Regions from separate parts of the Sus scrofa genome. Here region 1 is linked to region 2. Evidence: chromatin contacts called from public HiChIP or PLAC-seq data. All regions are on one chromosome and are shown on one strand. The core of a region is the stretch at or near the end of the contact, and the rest is flanking DNA. Distances in the headings are between cores, read along the strand shown. Region 1 overlaps COL28A1 (collagen alpha-1(XXVIII) chain). Region 2 has its middle 45 kb from the start of C1GALT1.

Region 1 (4,680 bases), core at 1,297-3,796, 150 kb before region 2:
GCTTTAGGAGGAAGTAGTTTCCTGTTTGTGTGAAATGAAAGGATGCTGGGGTAACCTGGGATGAGTCACTGATCCAAAAAGATTAATTGAATACCTACTTTGTGCCAGACACTGAGATAGACACTAAGATAAAACAATGCCCAATATATGGCCAGAGAGCTTATGGTCAGAAGTAGATCTATATAAGTTAAGGTTAAAATGAGATGAAGCCTTTGGAGAAACAGGCTACAAAATAGGCAGAGCCAGTCTGTGAAGGGCTTTCCTCTAAGCTGAAGAACTTAAGATGGAGTTGATCAATTAGTGACTCCTTTGGCTTCCAACCTGATCTATCAGCATCACCCTGGAACATGTTAGAAGTGCAAGTTCTTGGGCCCCACCTGGACATGATGAGTGAGTAACTCTGAGGGGAGAGCCCAGTGGTCCTTTCTTTAACCAGCTCTACAGATATTTCTGATCTGCACCAAAATTTGAGAAGCATTGCTCTGATGAAAGAGAGGCCTTAAAGTGTTTCTTTAAAAAAAATCACTTTCATGGTGATATAATTCATATACCATACAGGTCATTTGCTTAAAGTGTACAGTACAATGTTTTTAGTGTTTTCGGAGTTGTGCAACAATTGTGAAATCAAATTCTAGGACATTCTCATCATGCCCAACAGAAACCCTGTGTCTCATAGCAGTCACTCTCCATTCCCTTCCCATTCAACCTCTAGCCCCTGGCAACTACTAAACTGCTTTCTGTCTCCATGGATTTGCTGATTCTGGACATTTTATATAAATAGAATCATACAATATGTGGTCTTTTTTGACTTCTTTCACTTAGTGTGATGTTTTCAGGGGACAGCCATGTTGTACTAGAACTTCCTTTTTATGACCAAGTAATACTCCATTATATGGATATACCACATTTTGTTTATCCATTTGTCCACTGATGAACGTTTGGGTTGTTTCTACCTTTTGGCTCTTATAAATAATGCTGTTATGAACATATGTGGGCACATTTTTATGTTTTCCATTTTCTTGGGAAATAACATGGAAGAGGTTTAAAAACAGGAGTGATGGGGCCAGGTGCATGTTTTAGTGCATTACAGTTGAGGTCAGTGCTTCTCATTCTCCTCACTATTCACATGCCTGGAACACTCCATCAGAAACTCTGTTTCCTTTTTAGGAAGTGGTGTGGGGATAGCAGGTGGGCTGTGTGGTTGGAAATATACTTCTCCCCTTGCATCCTGAGGGTACCCTGTAGCAGCTCCTTTTCCTGTCCACATTTGATAATCTGTGGTATAGATGCATGCAAGTGGAAGTAAAGACATGGATTAAGTAGTTATTGTAATAACTTAGTCCACAGGTGACGTATATCTGAACCAGGGAAAGTTTAGAAGGGATGAGCTTGTTGATTATGAACCATTATCCTTAGTGATGCACAGCCTTCTTCCACTAGTTTCCAGCTATCCTGCAAAGGCCATTGGTATATTGAATAACCTCTTTTGTGTGAAATATTTTCCAGCATTGCTCTGTCTCTTAGAAGGAGAGATGCCACAGTTGAGCATCACTTCTCAGAGAACTGTTCTTGCCTGCAAAATACAAAGCCACCCTAGTCACTACTCATGGCCTATTTTAATATTAGAATTTTCCCTTTGTGACACCTGAAATACAAATGATTTCTGAGCCAAATTATTTTTTGATAACAATGCAAAGTGCTCTGAGTTGTGATCTTATCTACTAAAAGTAAGAGGAATGAAAATATTAGTATCTGTGTTAGTTTCCTGTTTTCTATGGCTGCCCTAACAAATCACTACAAATTCAGTGATTTTTAATACAATACCAGTTTTTTCTTTTGCAACTGTGGAGCTCAGAAGGCTGAAATGAATCTTATGTGGCTGCAGTCCCACCGACCAGGAGTCCAGAGGCTTAGGGAGGGGGAGCGTATATCTTCCCTTGGTTTTTCCAGAGTCTAGAGCCAAGTTCTTCATGTTCTTTGGTTTATAGCCACTTCCTCTATCTTCAAAGCCAGTGGCTTACATTTTTTTTCTCTGCCTCTGTTTGACTGTTTCAGTCACAGGGCCTTCTCTTGGCAAAACCTCCTTCCTGCTTCTCTGTTATAAGGATTTTTGAGATTGCTTTTAGGACCCACCCTGATAACCCAAGATAATCTCCCCACTCAAGATCCTTAACTTCATCCAGCTGCCAAAGTATTCCCCACCCCCAGCATAAAATAACATTCACAGGTTCGAGACATAGGACCTGCATATCTTGGGGGAGCCCTTATTCAGCCTACCCCACTATGAAATCAGCACACAGCTGCTTCTGGGTCCATTCTTTTGTGTTAATGAAATGATAGATGGAAAATAGAAGAGTACATTTCCTGGAATCCTTTCATTCAGCAAACTTACACACGGGATTGAACATAGTGCTACGAGGCCCCAAAGAGGAGGCTCCACTTTCTGCTGCTGCGGTGGCAGCTGTGGCCACACAGATCAGCACCTCCCACTGTCGCTTGCGCCCTTGCGACAGGGCTGACTCAGCCTGTGCAGTCAGCAGAATGCTTCTTGCATGAGTCACTGTGGTCTTCTGACTTGTGGGCAAAGCCCTCACCTGCTTTGTTCAGCGGTCTCCAAAGACAGTGCCCCAGGAATTATTAATAAGGTCGGCCTGCTTATAAATACCTCCTTTGGTTGACCCACATGGAGATTGCCACTGGCACTTTTCCGTGCATCTCTATCTTGTTATCTCTTTTCCACATGGATCCCTAAATGCCTATCAAGAAATTTACCAGGATATCCATGCGCGTTTGTGAGGCTACATAAGACAGGGTTGAGGATGCACTGTCTCTAGGTAACTTCTACCAAAAAGATGGCTCGCCCCCACATCCACTATCTCCAGCTCAGAATGATATGCAGGGCCCTGGAACAGGCACCTGGCAGAGTAGAGAGATAAATAAGACGAAGTACTTGTATTGGGAGTTTAAGATAAGGGGGGCAAAAAGGATGTGAGCACCCAAACCTTCTCTGTGATGCTCTGCAGGAGAGGTGTGGGTAGATATGAGGGAGTTACCCCCCCTTTTTTTTTTTAGCTTTTTAGGGCCGCACCTGTGGCATATGGAGGTTCCCAGGCTAGGGGTCCAAATGAAGCTACAGCTGCCAGCCTACATCAGAGCCACAGCAACACCAGATCTGAGCTGCTTCTGCAACCTACACCACAGCTCATGGCAATGCCGGATCCTTAACCCACTAAGCGAGGCCAAGAATCGAACCCACAACCTCATGGGTCCTAGGCAGATTCGTTTCCACTGCTCCATGACAGGAACTCCAAGGGAGTTACTCTTGGCCAGGGATGCCAGCGGGGGGTGGCGGGGGGAGGGGTGGTGGTTGCTCAGGGAAGATGTCTTAGGTGTGTTTGGTGGGCTGGACTAGCCCACAGATGGGACAAGGGTATTCAGGGAGCACAGACAAGGTCAGAAGTATGTGTTGCAGCAAACGCATGGGAGGTCTCTAATGGTCTGGCCTGAGGATGGTTTCCTGACCCTCCCCAGGCAGCAGGATGTCTGCAGAGGTCTGGGCCCAGGATTCATTCCTGTAGCTTTTAGTCATTTTCTTTCCCTCAGCCACCATGGATCACCCCTGTCCTAGAGGTGACAGTGTTTGCTGCACTTCCTCCAGCAGTTTAAGATTTTTGTCCCATGGGGCTTCATGCCTTTCCCTGGGGACTGCTCCTCCTCCCTCCCCCAGGCCTGCAGCACTAGGGAAGCTTGGGCACTGGCCCTGTTCCCAGTCAGTCTCTCCAGCACTAGCGAGCCTGCAGGGGTGAATCCCTCTTGTGACTGAAGGGTTCTGTCTTCTCATACTAGCCCATATGAGGCCTTTAACAATTTAAGAATTTTAGCGGAACTTCCCCTTCCAGCTTGAATGACATCCGTGTCTCCAGCAGGTTTAAGTGTCCCTGTCCTAGTTCTCCTTGGAGGAGCCTGGGTTGCCCTGCAACCACAGCTCTAAGGTGGATTTAAGGAAAGTTATGACCTCCTAGATTAGTTAGCATTTTTTGTTAAAGTGTTAAGAATACAGGCAGTCTTTTCTAGTTTTCTACATCCTAAGAGGCAACCAGACATCCATTTTATATTTTTTGATCATCTGTGAACTTGATTATTTTTCCTTACTGAGAAAATATTTGGAAAGAAAAATTCTTGTTTTCTGACATCAGTAATACAAAAAAAAATCTATTAAAATACTGTTATTCCTAGAAATTATCCTTAGAAATCTCTCTTGCAGAGAATAACCAATCATCTGAATAATTCAAACAGTCACATCTTTAACAAGAAAGAGCAGAGTTCCCGTTGTGGCGCAGTGGTTAACGAATCCGACTAGGAACCATGAGGTTGCGGGTTCGATCCCTGCCCTTGCTCAGTGGGTCAAGGTTCCAGCGTTGCCGTGAGCTGTGGTGTAGGTTGAAGACGCGGCTCAGATCCTGCATTGCTGTGGCTCTGGCCTAGGCTGGCAGCTACAGCTCCGATTAGACCCCTAGCCTGGGAATCTCCATATGCCGCGGGAGCGGCCCAAGAAATGGCAAAAAGACAAAAAAAAAAAAAAGAAAGAAAGAGCTAAGCATGAGATATAGTGATTAAGAATCTGGGTGTGAAATTTGGACTTAATTGTACCTTCAGATAGACAGGTTCACTCTTGCAGTG
Region 2 (4,993 bases), core at 584-3,083:
CCCTCTGCACACACCTATCCCCTTTGCTTCCCTGTGGGTGTGAATCCTGCATGCTCATCTCAGGCCAGCAACAGATCCTAAAAATGTCCCATTAACCCTGAGGATAGACTGACTACCAGAGCCTCCACATTGGATGTGTTTGTGTGTGTAGGCATACATGTATGTGTTCTTGGGTTTAATTGGAGAAACAATGGGCAGACAATCTAGCAATCTAAAATATGACTGGAAAACAAATTTACTGATTTTAAAACTGCATTATGAACTTCGCATTTTAAGTCTCAATTTCATCTGCCAAAAACGGGTCAGAAAGCTAATAATGAAAAGGTGAAAAATTTGGAGAGGCATAGACATTGTGAATATACTAATTTTGATTTTATATGTTAAGGTCACATGCCTGATGTGATTTCAGTTTGGTAGGAGAGTAGACTGCAATTATTCCTATTCACCAACTCACCCTTTCACCACCCCGGTCTTTATCTTCCAGTGGGGAGATGAATTGAGAGCAAAAGATAAAATTACTAGCTGGAATTTTGTGAATATCATACTCAATGACTTCTAGGATACAGTCTTACATGAAGAGATTTAAGAAAATAGAATTGGGGAAAAACAGAATTACATATTTAGTTGAAAATTAGAAAGATGACATTTTAGATTCACAGAGAGCAAGAATTATATCTCCCGAAGATGCCTGCAAAGAGTAGGTCATGCATAAGTGTTTGTTCAACTAAAAGGATCTCAAGCTGTGACTTCATTAGTTAAACATTATAGCTGAAACATATCTGTGTGCTGTGGTCACAATCCAGGGGGTTTAGGCTAGGTTTGGTATTGACGACTCCTCTAGCTTTAAATAAATTCATTCTGTTACGTCAGTTTTTCTTAAACGTCAGTGTGCCTTGGCTCTAGAAGCCAGACTGTTCCTTGTCAGATCATTTCTGTCATTCTTTCTCACATAAAAGAGGGTGTGTATTGATTGGTGTACTATGAGGGTGTTAGGAGATTTTATGTCTATTTTACCACACTCCAGCCTCCTGGGTGTGATTTTGACTTATATTAAAGCTAATAAAAGAAGTCAAATGTTTGCTGACTTAGAACAGGTTGGGTTGAACCTCAGGAAGAAGCACCTGTGGAGCGGTGAAAGAGGAAGTAACGATGACAGCTCCTAATGTAAACATGATACACCATGGGGTGGGGATGATTTCCAATCCTTAGATGTGAGAAAGACAGTAACTTTTAGAGAGGAAACCATTAACATCCTAGCACCCTATTATGCAAGGTAGAGTCTGGAAAAAAAGTGTCAGTTCAAAGTAAATGAATCTACTTTCTTTAACTTCGTTAAAAACAATAAAAATAATACTCTCACCGATGATAATAACTGGACTTTTGGTAAAGTCACTGCCTCACATTTTTATACCATCTGTTTCCCTTGCTTCACTTATTTGAATTTCAGTAATAAGAAGAAGTTTGGGTAATTCTACATCCAAGATTTTAGATGCAGAAAGGAAAATAAAAGAACCCTTTAAAGCACATCCTGATAAGCAGGTTTCAAATAATCCTATGCAGTGATCTAGTGTTATTAAAGAGCAAATTTAGAAAATATTCTGCAAGTTTAGGATTTGTAAAGACTACTGAATTACTGAGGCTAATTAAATTACCCTGCTTAATACACAGCAAAGATTCCATATTAAAGCACTAATTTACATTACTATGAGGTAATCAATTAGCCATAAATGAGGTCATTGGTGATCTTAAAGTTTACCAGCACCAAGCAGTTGTTACCGTCTTTCCACCTTCTAAGTCAGTATATTATAAAGGAGACTGGATCTTGGTGTGTTATGAAACTTCAGACTCAGGTTAAATTTCACCACTCAGTTCTGCTTCACTTGCTCTGAGTCACTTGACCTCTGCACACCAGTTTTCCATTTGGTAAAATTTTTTGAAGACTTACTAGCTTAAGAGAATATAAAGACAATAAAATCTGAAAAGAAGGTCAAACCTAGTAAATTTATGAGTCCTTCAGATGGAAAATAACACCAAGTATTATTTTACTTAAGGATCTCAGAACTAGTGAGGGATCACTAAGATAACACAGGTGATTTATTTCCCAACCCTTTTTTTCTGCTTCCACTTTTGAAATTTTAAAGAGGATGAAGACTGGTTTGAAACTGGCTAGTTTTAAAAGGAAGATGACATTATAAAGTAACATTCTGTTAAGTTTCAAGGCTGATTTGTATTCTATTTAAGTGGCCGTAGCTGAAACGGGATCCTAAGACGTGTTTGAAACACTTAATGCAGGAAGATGAAGTAGGAACAGGATTGAGCCTGGTGTAGTCTCACCTGGATTTGGCTGTTGCTGCTCCAATGTGTGATTTAAGAACATGGAGTTCCCTTGTGGCATAGTGGGTTAAGGATCTGGCACTGTCACTGCAATGGCGTGGGTCTCTGCTGGGGCAAGGGTTCAATCCAGGCCTGGGAACTTCCACATCATGGGCATGACCAAAAAACAAACCAAACCCCTCCAAAGCAAACTAAAAAGAACAAACAACACAGACTTCATGAAATACAGTGTCAGATTACTGGGTGATTTTCCTTTCAGGGCTACAAATCCAGACCACACTCCTCAGGGTAAAGGTGGGATTTTCTCTGAAGGTAGTGAATGTTTTCACTCTGTTTCCCGTGGAGGGGCCAGTTCTCCAGCAGGAAGTGAGCAGAGAGCTTTAGAATGGGGTGAAGGGAGAGCTTCCTCATTTTTCTTGGGGGTTGATGTCAATTTGGCTGAGACTCTTAAACATTCAGTGGTATCTGGGATGCTTCTAGTGAGGGTGGTTCAGCTACCTCTGGAAACAGGTGGCAAGGAAAACACAGCTTAGAAAAAGGCAAGAAGATCCCACCAGGGATCTGGGGAGCATATCTACATTCTTCTCTGGACCTTTTCTTCTGTTATTTTAGAACATTCTGGAATGTCTGGTCTGTGCTGTGGTAATAAGAGAGAAGACAAATCCCTTCCTCAGAGCCAACATGATGGTAGGAGGAAGTCACAGCACAAGATGATGGTGCCCAGAGAAGCAGGCGATGGCAACCAGAGGAGAATCCTCTGCTTCACTGCTTCAAATAAAGTAGAAAAATACTTGTGATTCTGTTCCTAAAAGCTACCTCTGCCACAATGAGTGCCATTCAAAATCTCATGCACCACTTTTGCCAGAGGAGATGACATCAATTTGGGGTTAAAAATAATGTTTTCAAGTATTTAAAAAATGCACTCACATTTTGGGGTGGTAGCATCTAAAAGGAAACATTTCCATAGGAAAGAGGAAATTCTAGGATTTTATTGACATGTATTCTCTACATGAGTCCTTTCTTTCTTTTTTTTTTTTTTTGTCTTTTGTTGTTGTTGTTGCTATTTCTTGGGCCGCTCCAGCGGCATATGGAGGTTCCCAGGCTAGGGGTTGAATCAGAGCTGTAGCCACCGGCCTACGCCAAAGCCACAGCAACGCGGGATCCGAGCCGCGTCTGCGACCTACACCACGTTAACCCATTGAGCAAGGGCAGGGACCGAACCCGCAACCTCATGGTTCCTAGTCGGATTTGTTAACCACTGCGCCACGACGGGAACTCCGAGTCCTTTCTATTAATTCTAAGAAATGTTCTCTTCCTTCTCCTTTCTGTGAATTCTAGGAAAGTTCCTTCAGCTGGTGAGAGGGAACTGAAATTCACAAAAAGTATGTGATTTAAAAAAGGTCTTTAAAACATATACGCTAATGGAAAATGGGGGCAATAACAAGTCTAAGGAGATAACAGAACTGCTGCCCTGGTGGCCTGGCAGTTAAGGACTCAGCATTGTTACCGCTGTGGCTTGGGTTCCAACCTAGGCCTGGGAACTTCTGCATGCTGGGGGCGCAGCCCAAAAAAAAGAGATATGGGATGAAAGAAGAAAAGTATAGGGAAATATTCAAAGAGCCAGAAGTTCAGAGGCAAGAAGGGAGGGGAAATTCATCCAGGCAAGTAGGTGTGTAAAAATTAATTTTTATATAATAAATCACTTTTATGTCTAATTAAGCATATATCTTTACCACATAGAATAAAATTATTTGTTACATAAATCTAATACACATGAAAAGCAAGTTTTAACATTTTAAAGAGAAAAAAAACTATTAAAGTAACCATACCTGGGAGTTCCCGTTGTGGTGCAACGGAAATGAATCCAACTTGTATCTGTGAGGATGTGGGTTCAATCACTGGCCTTGCTCAGTGGGTTAAAGATCCGATGTTGTTGTGAGCTGTGGTGTAGGTCACAGATGTGGCCTAGATCCCTTGTTGCTATGGCTGTGACACAGGTTGGCAGCTGTAGCTCCAATTCCACACTTAGCCTGCGAACTTCCATATGCCACAGGTTTGGCCATAAAAATAAAAATGAAATAACTGTACCTTTCTATTCCTATTGCTCACATGCATGTGCACACACACCCCACTGAACAGTACAGATGTAAGGCAGACAGACTTGTATAAAACTGAAGAAAAAGCTGAATCATTACTTCTTTCAAACTACTTCCTAGATTTTATTACCATTTTTCTACAATCTAACGACAGAAGTAATGTAAAGTGAAATTCAACATAAATGGTACCAGGGGAGTTCCCATTGTGGCTCAGTGGATAACGAATCCGACTAGGAACCATGAGGTTTTGGGTTCGATCCCTGGCCTTGCTCAGTGGGTTAAGGATCCGGCGTTGCCGTGAGTGGTGGTGTAGGTTGCAGACTCAGCTTGGACCCCGAGTTGCTGTGCCTCTGGCGTAGGAGCAGCAGGTTAAGGATATGGCATTGCCACAGCTGCAGTGTGTGTTGGATCCCTGGCCCAGGAACTTCCACATGATGTGAATGCGGCCAAAAAAGAAGGAAAAAATTTGAAGATGACAAAAATCAAAATGATTAGTTTTTTGCTTTTTAGGGCCACACCCAAGGCATATGGAAGTTCCCAGGCTAGGGGTCAAATTGGAGCTG

Evidence for each region. HiChIP or PLAC-seq counts read pairs in DNA pulled down with a chosen protein or histone mark.
Region 1: a contact with region 2 is called in an H3K27ac HiChIP or PLAC-seq map of alveolar macrophages. The contact joins two enhancer-like sites. A contact is called at or near these places in 2 of 47 Hi-C or Micro-C datasets (both in liver) and 1 of 2 datasets of contacts at active chromatin or transcription factors (alveolar macrophages).

What each region holds. Positions count from the first base shown.
Region 1 is chr9:77,703,362-77,708,041 of Sscrofa11.1, reverse strand. All of the region lies in intron 27 of COL28A1 (collagen alpha-1(XXVIII) chain), which reads left to right. All of the region lies in intron 2 of LOC110255476 (a long non-coding RNA gene), which reads right to left. Among named protein-coding and RNA genes, the nearest start is that of COL28A1, 140 kb to the left of the region's middle. Within about 2 kb of position 2,546, at least 42 of the 83 cell types and tissues checked have an H3K27ac peak or open chromatin away from gene starts, as enhancers often do. A contact at or near this core is called in alveolar macrophages and liver, where this site is marked.
Region 2 is chr9:77,551,756-77,556,748 of Sscrofa11.1, reverse strand. No RefSeq gene overlaps it. Among named protein-coding and RNA genes, the nearest start is that of C1GALT1, 45 kb to the right of the region's middle. Within about 2 kb of position 1,833, at least 10 of the 83 cell types and tissues checked have an H3K27ac peak or open chromatin away from gene starts, as enhancers often do. A contact at or near this core is called in alveolar macrophages and liver, where this site is marked.